2 separate regions of the Pan troglodytes genome follow, and region 1 is linked to region 2. The links are chromatin contacts, called in public Hi-C maps. All regions are on one chromosome and are shown on one strand. The core of a region is the stretch at or near the end of the contact, and the rest is flanking DNA. Distances in the headings are between cores, read along the strand shown. Region 1 holds the start of LOC134807364 (putative cuticle collagen 155). Region 2 overlaps TENM4 (teneurin transmembrane protein 4).

Region 1 (4,207 bases), core at 1,124-3,623, 200 kb after region 2:
CCTCATATTCCAGGCCACTCCACTCACTATAGAACTATCCTTTGATGGTTCTTGTTCAGACCAAGCACTAGTTCTGCCCGTTGGCATCCGCACTGGTCAAGGCCGGTCTATTAGGGTGGCTGATTCGCTTACCGCACCACTCTACCTCCACCCCCAAACAGAGGCCTTGATGAAAACAAGATGAGAGCAGAGGAAGAACCCAAGAACTCTTTCTAGAAAACCAAAGCTCTCCGTCCCTGATCCCTTCCCCCACCACAGAAGATGGCAATTCCACAAGCCTTCCGCACCCTGCCCTCCCCTCAGTTCAAGACACATGCTGGAAATAAAAGCTTCCCCGAATTAGCCCCCTAAACGCACACAAACATCTATGCCCTAAGTCCTGGCTGAATATCTTGAGGACTTTCAGTTCCCCAAACATTTCCAAGGACCTACGGCACACAGGTGCCGCTAAAGGAGACACCCGTTCACTCCAGGCAATCAGCTCCAACAGGTCCAGTTCCACTAAGTGGAAGGGCTTCCCGTCAACACCCTCACCGGAGAAAACGGATTCCTCCTCAGCATTCCCTTATAACACCTGGAAAGGGGAAACCTGTTTTTTGTGCTATGTGTGACTTCGCTGCAAATCTCTCTGCTCCCCAACACATACACACACAAATGCACACACACACACAGGCGCGCAGAAAACTAGTTCCCACTGTCACCACCAGTGAAAACACCCCTCGTAACTTTGACGAGAAGGGCTCCCCCGCTGAAAGCCCAACTGCAGAGCGCCCGGAGCGCGCTGTGAGTCCGCAGGAACGCGGCCGGGCGGGGGAGGGGAGAAAGGCGCGGCCGGGACCCTGCACTGTGCCGCGCGGCGCTTGCGGCTGGAACTTGGCCTGGAACGCGGTCTTCTCGGCTCCAGTTTCCCGCCCAGGCCCCGCCCACCCGGCCGCCCCGCTGGTTCGCACCGGTGCTCCGGCCACCGAGGAGCCCAAAGTTGGCGGCGTCCCGCGGACTCCGGCGGAGAGCGTGAGGGAGTCGCGGCCGACTCCCGTACCACGAAGACAACTGGAGGCCGGCGGGGGAGGCGGGCCACGAGGGGCTGGGCCGAGGGAGCTGGGATGCGCGGGCCCGGCTCGCCGGGAAACAGGTTGCCGCGGAGTCCCATCCCCTCCCCCTCTGCGGTCCCCGCGGCGACCCGATTCCCGCCCTGCCCGGGGAGCTAACCCAGCCGCCTCCGGGGCGCCCTCCTTCTTCCTGGATTCCCACGGCTGGACCAGAGCCCCTCTGGCAGCCGGGTTAAAGGCTCCTTCAGCAAGGTCAAGGCGCGGCCGGCTGGCACCTGGGGATTTTTTTCCAGCCGAGCACTGGCTTTTCAATCGCATTGTTAAGGATCATGGCAGCGGCAGGAAATCCGAAGGGCCCCACAGGTCTGCGGGAGGGAGGATTTATTTTACAGCAAGGAACAGATTCGGACAGATCGGGGATTTCAGTGGGAGGGGACGAGAGGTTTCAGGACGCTGGAATGTGGCAAAAACAAAACACTCCCCACCCATGCACATCACCATCTCCTGACTGCGGGCTGGGGGGAAGGGAGTTCAGGGCCAATGTGTCCCAGACTTCAGCGTTCCCCACGGCTGTGTCAGGGCTGGGGTGGCTTATCCCTCTACAGACGAAAATCAAGATTTAAAAGCATACTCTTACTGTGGTTTCTCTATCAAAGCCCATCAACGTGATACACAGGCTGCGGCGCTGGAGGGAAGCGGCGAAACGGGGAGAATAAACGCAACAGAAGCAAACTGCTGTCTGCAGAGGCGAGAGGCGAAGGAACGGAAGCCATACCCGACCCCAGCCCCATCCCGTCCCCATCAGCGCCGGGCTAGCGCAGGAAACCAGGAATAGGTGTAGGTAAGGGTGGCAGCCCGGCAGAGCCAGCGTTCTACTCCCTCTAACCCCTCGCCAGCGTAGGCCTGGATGGCTGGGCTGCCTGGGCATCTCCAAGGGGGACCAGGCACCGCGGGCAGATTTCTAAACACGTGAAGGGCACAGGGCGTGAAAGACAAGGAGGGGCGCCCATGAAGGGCGGAAAAGAGGGGCTTTGGGGCTCCCCAGGACACCAAGTCAGTTTCCGAAAACGGCGATCCCTGTAAGGCCTTCCAACACCTCCGAGATAAGACTTAGAGCTCTGAAGACCCAATGAAACCTCAGTTCTGACTGACTCCTCCTCTGCGATCAATTCCGGATGCCCCCACTTAGTCCCTGCCTCGGTAACCGGTTCTTTGGGGACAGCAGCATCAGCACCCGACGCCCATCGCACAAGTGGGCGCCGCGGTGCGAGGCGTATCCTAGCTACCCAGGCCGGGGTGGGGGCGCCCCGGTACTTACACTCCCCAAGCAGGCAAACTTTCAGGCTTGTCTTTCGAGAACCGGGAGCTCGCATCACAGTTCCGGGTAATCACCGAGGCAGCTTATGTAATTGCCCGCGATGCCGCTCAGCAGATCTCTCTCCTTACACGGCCTCAGAGCTCAGTACATGGGCACCCTCTTCCCCCCACCCCCCACCCCGGCGATCGGAATCCGGAGCTTGCCCCACCACCGCCTTCTACAAAGCAGCGGGGTGATCTCGTGTGCTACAAACACCAAGCCAGTATGCAGGTTCCGGCAAAACTCTGGCTGCCTCCCTGCGCCCCTTTCACTGCGTCGATGGTTTACAGATAACTGCATTTCTATAAACCCTCTCTCCACGGTTAGGGGGTGGGAGGGAGTTAGAGATCGGGTGGGGGCTTGGCGCGGTACTGTTGAGGGCTTGCACCCAACTGAGCAGTAATACACTCATCCACATGGACGCGGGTGCATAAATCGCCTTAACATTTTGCCCTGAAAGCGGAGCCAATTTCCAAAGTTAAGGACCACGCAGCTGAATTTCCAGTACTTTCCAACCTCGCCTAGGCGGGGGCAGGCAGAGAAGGGGCGGGCAGCGGGCAGCTAACTCGCCCGACCCCCCCGCCAAGGACTCACTAGATGAACCCCCCGCCCTTCACCCAAGTAGTTGGTTGTGTATTCCTCGGTTGCGTGTGTGTGTACACACACACACACACACACACACGCCGCCCCACTACCTTCCTGTCTGCTCCTCCAATGTAACGACCGCATTTTAAAATGGCAATTAAAATGACTAAGGAGCTCGGTGATCACATTTCAACCCAGAGCACATTTCCCGAAGCTGGGGGTGAGAGTAGTCATACAGTCACACTCACACCCGGGAGCCCTCCAAGCGTCCATCTGGCGGCTGCAGCCTCAGTTGGCTCCTAGACGAACATCAATACCGCGGCCGGGCGCCCGGTGAGGAGAGGCGGGCCCCCCGCGGGTTGCAGAGGGCGAGGAGCTGGGGTCGCATCTCCAGGATCTGAGCTCCAACCACCGCCCGTGCGGGGCTGCTGCAGCCGGCACTTGCCCCGCAGGGCAGGCTGCAGCCGCTGAAGCCCGGCGCCGCCTCGCGGGCTCCTCCAGCGCCCGACGGGGGCCTGGGGCGAGCTAGTCTGCAGAGGGGCTGCAGGCGACCGGGCCGGGGCGGGGAACGGGATCCGGGAGAGGCAGACGAACCTGGGGCGCGCCGCCTCCCTCCCACCCGCTTCCCACCTCCCTGCCCTCCCCCAACCCTTGCTCCCAGGCTCCAGTCCGCGGCGGGCTCCGGGGGCTGCGGCGGCTCCAGGCTCCAGAACAGCTTGCCTCTTCGGCCACCCGCGCCCTAGCCTCCCTCCTCCTGGGCCAGGGGAGCAAGCAAACATCTCCCGGAGCCCTCGGCAGCCGCGTGAGCTACCCGAACCCTGCCCGGGCCAGCAGTGCAGAGGGCGATGGAGCTGGCGAGGCGTCGCCGCGGTCCCCAAGGCGCTTTTCCGTAGAGCGGATCACGCCGCCTTACCGTGGCTGCAGGCTGCTACCGCCGGGGAAGCGGGGAGGACGGCGGCAGGGAGGCAAGGCGCCGCGCCGGTGGCTCCTCTCTCTCTCGGCGGCGCGGCTCCTCTGCTCCGCGAGCCGGAGCGGGGCGCCCAGGAAGGAGCAGGTCCGGGCTCTGCGCTCAGCTCCAGCGAGACCAACAATAGCTCCCGCGGGGAGCGGAGCCCCAGCGAGCCTCCAGCCGCGCGCGCACGCCCGGCTCCCGCTCCCGGCCGCTCCCGGCCGGCGTCCCTGCCAGCACTGCTGCCCCACATGAAACAGCTGCAAT
Region 2 (3,793 bases), core at 495-2,994:
ATACAGAAGGTGGCAGGTGGAATCTGGAACTGTGAAGTAACTCCAGTTAGCTCCTCTGTGACCTGGGATTGTGCAGAGTCTCTTCGGCAGCCCAGCCGTAAGGCAACCAGCCCGAATTTCATTTCTGATCCTTGCATTTGGGCCCCATCTCAATTAAGATCAGTTAGAAGTCAATTTCACAGTGGCTGGTTTTTTAAGATCCCTGAAAAATGATAAGCTGGAAGCAGGCGATCGCTTCTTTCAGGAGCAGAGGCCTTCCTTGACAGGGGCTCAGATGCTTTATTTATTTTGATTTGATTTTAATTTGGTAAATAATGTTTATTTAATTTTTTCTCTCATTTCAAAAGCAACGCATGTTCAGGAGGGAAAAACAGCTGTCATATCCCTCGCCAGGCCTCAGACTAATGGTGATGTTTTTTACCTTCATTGCCTGTGGGGCTTAAATAAATACCCAACACCGATGACCAATAGTTTCCAAATACAGAAAAAAATAAAAATAAAAAACCAGAAAGGTGGAAAGAAAAGAAGAAAAATCATCCACAATCCTACCACTCAGAGACAACTACCGTTAACAGTTTGTGTGTGTGTTTTTCCTTCCTGTTATTTTTCTGTAACTGTTTTACATGGCTGAGATCACACCGTGTGTGATTTTACATCTTGCAAAAGACAGGGTATAAAATCACCATAAGCATACCATAAGCATTTCCCCATGTCATTAAAAGCTCTATAAACATCATTTTTAACGGCTACGAAATATTCCACTCTATGAATGAACCATAATTTACCTAACCAATTCCCTAAAGTGGAGCATTTAGTGGTTTCCAATTTTTCACTCACATAAATAAAGCTGTAGTGAACACCCGTGTGGATTCATTTTTGTCTGCATTTCATATTATTTTCTTAGGACAGATTCCCAGAAGCAGAATTACTGGGTCAAGGCATGTAGACTTTTTTGAGGCTCTTGAGTCTTATTGCCAAACTTTAGTTCCCAAATCTGCCCCTTCCACAGTGTGTGAGGTATCCCTCCATGCAGGCCTTGATCTGATGCATTTTTAAACTCTGTACCCTGGGGAGGGAGATTGCCACTTGTTCGGGGCCTGGGGGCTAGGAAGGATTTTCATTCCTCTAGTGCCCCTTGGGAGCTCCAGGAAGGGTCAGTGGATTTCCATCCCCCTTTCTGCTCCCCTCCCCTTGTCTGGGGCTCCCCTTTTGTTCCTGGCCTCAGTGACTTTCATCGGGGCACTGAGGGGGCCTTGTGTGCTCCTTGACCCCATCACAAATTCATGACACAGTAGGAGGCAGGGAACAGGGGAGGAGGTGTCTGTGTTTCAGGGGTCATTTTTAGCACTTTTCAGTCAGCTATCAGACTCCAGGTATTCTGTTTTCTCCTTTTGTGAGGCACCACGGCGTGCACGGGCTGTCTTATCGTTGTACTCGGACACATCTCGGCACAGTGGATTTTGCGGTCCATTTTGAATGGCACTGGAGCAACTCTCTTTCTGAATTTGTGCTATAAAGTCACTGGATGTGCCCCAATCAGAGGGCAATGCTGAATTTAAACAAACAAACAAAAAATGAAACACTTCAAAGGGGAAACCCTGTGAGCTTTCCAAGAGTAAAACAGAAAATGACAACAAAATGCTGCAGGGGATATTGAATCATGAGAATCAAACAGAAACACAAGAGAAGGGAGGGCTGCAAGAACACAGCCACTGTCTCCAGGGTGGGCCAGTGTCAGAGGGGGCAGAAGGTCACCCGCTCACCAGGGACAGGCAGGAAGAACAGTGCCGAGAGCCTCCCGTGGAGCCGGGACTGTGGGAGGCATTTTCCTAAACCAGGAGAGCAAATATTTCCAATGCACTAATGCAGGGCGCTAACCAAGACGCTGAGGCTCAGATAAGTCATGTGCCAGCCAAGAGCAGGCGGCAACTGAGAGGCAGAGCAAGGACTCAACTCAGGACCAGAGGTGGCCCATGTCCCGCGCTGCCTACAGCAGTGTTCCTCAAACTTAATGTGGACGAGATTCAACTGGGAGTCTTGTTAAAATGCAGACTGTGATCCAGCAGGCCTTGGGTGGAGCCTGAGAGTCTGCATTTCCAACAAGCTCCCGTGATGCTGATGCTGCCGGTCCCAGGACCGCCCTTTGAGCAAGTCCTATGATCAGTGGTTCTTAAACCTTAGCAAGCAACAGAATCGCCCTGGAGAGCCCCTTAGAACACAAGTTGCTGGGTCCCACCCCCAGAGTTTGTGACTCAGAAGGTGTTGGATGGGCCTGAGAACTTGCATTTTATAAAAGTCCCAGGTGAGGCTAATGCTCCTGGCTCGGGGAAAACGTTCCAAGAATCATTGCCCTACTAGACTGTGGCTCCACCAGGGGTGAGCAGGGAGCAGTTCTCGGCCTGCTCCAGTGCTGCTGCTTAGGCCTTTCTGTGTTCTGAAGAAGGAGTTAGGGCCTTGTTCTTGAGAGGGTCTGGAAGTGGGATTGTTCTTGTCCAGAGACCCTCATCTTTTGGATGTGGCATTAGGAGGGACAGGGCTGTATGTGTCTATGTGTGTGTGTGTGTGTGTCTGTGTGGTGTGACGAGTCTCCAAAGCCCTTTTAATCTCCCTGCAGAACCAGGTGGTGATAGGAGAGGCCAGAGAAATTCTGAAGCAGCTTGAGGACTCACCCATAAAAAAGCCGCTTGCAGTACATCAGTTATATTATGTTGTCGAACAGAGCTTCCTGCTTGTTGGGTCTTGGAGTTTAATAAAAAAATATATTATGACTCAGTCCAAACTTACAAAAGTCCTTGGGGAATCTGAAATGAATCATGTTAAGCTCTTGTTATAAAACAAACAGTCATTTCTTTCACAAGCCTGTATCCACAGCAGACTAGCTGTAGAGGTGGGAGAAAGGGAAGGTGGGGAAAAGACTCAGGGCAAGGGGTGAAATTTTTGCCCGGGGTTTTCTTAAACAACCAGAGAACTTCAGGCTGAAGGAAGACAGAGCCCAAAGAGGCTGTGTGTGGGGGAAAATGCTTCTTTAATGGTGGGCTCACCCTCTAACAGCAGAAGGTAGCTAAGGAAGTAAGGATTTAGAGGTCACCTCCTTCAGAAAGCCTTCCTTGATTTCTCCAGGAAGAATGGCTCTAAACTTCGCAGCCCTTATCTTTGTCACTGAGCACAGAAACCCAGCTCTGTACATGCCAACTGTTTATGGCCATGGTGCTCTCCTACTGGACTGAATCTTCTGAGCTGACTGAACACAGGCACACCTTATCTCCCAAGTTGCCATCCTGCACGTGGAAGCCTCTGAGAGGTAGCAGAAGCCCTGCAGCCATTGCATGTTTGATTGACTGACTGACTTGACAAAGTTTCTCAGTCTCCCTATCTTTCTTCTCATACTGAAGGAAGAAACTTCATATGTTGTCAGAGCCCAGATTACAGTAACAAAACTTGAACTAGGACGTGGATCAGTGTGCAGTTGTCAATAGGGCATTAGCCAGCATCAAAATACATTTTTTCATGTAGAGTCCTGGCTGGGTGCCCTCCCTAGAGGGAAAAGTGAGCATATCATCCCTGGCTCCACTACCTACTTAACTGGGGGACCTCAGACTGTCACTTTCCTTCTCTGTGCCTTAGTTTCTTCACCTGAAAAGCAGGGATAATAATGGAACCAACATTGTGGCATTTTGAAAAGGTTAAATGAGATGTCACGTGAAAAGTACCTAGCATATAACACTTTATAGAAAAAGAAAGGAAGACAGAAAAAGAAAACAATTGGCCGGGTGCAGTGGCTCACGCTTGTAAT

Evidence for each region. A called contact is a pair of places that touch in the nucleus more often than the background predicts.
Region 1: a contact with region 2 is called in a Hi-C map of stem cell-derived neural progenitor cells, with 1.9 times the contacts expected there. The contact joins the promoter of LOC134807364 here to the enhancer-like site in region 2. A contact is called at or near these places in 1 of 7 Hi-C or Micro-C datasets (stem cell-derived neural progenitor cells) and 1 of 1 datasets of contacts at active chromatin or transcription factors (stem cell-derived excitatory neurons).

The regions. Positions count from the first base shown.
Region 1 is chr9:81,454,970-81,459,176 of NHGRI_mPanTro3-v2.0_pri, forward strand. It overlaps LOC134807364 (putative cuticle collagen 155), which reads right to left and starts at 2,374. Exons shown (of 1, transcript XM_063784375.1): 1 at 1-2,374. The coding sequence starts at 1,367. The coding sequence ends at 555. All of the region lies in intron 9 of TENM4 (teneurin transmembrane protein 4), which reads right to left.
Region 2 is chr9:81,258,882-81,262,674 of NHGRI_mPanTro3-v2.0_pri, forward strand. The region is part of intron 10 of TENM4 (teneurin transmembrane protein 4); the gene reads right to left. Among named protein-coding and RNA genes, the nearest start is that of MIR708, 160 kb to the right of the region's middle. Within about 2 kb of position 1,745, at least 3 of the 24 cell types and tissues checked have an H3K27ac peak or open chromatin away from gene starts, as enhancers often do. A contact at or near this core is called in stem cell-derived neural progenitor cells, where this site is marked.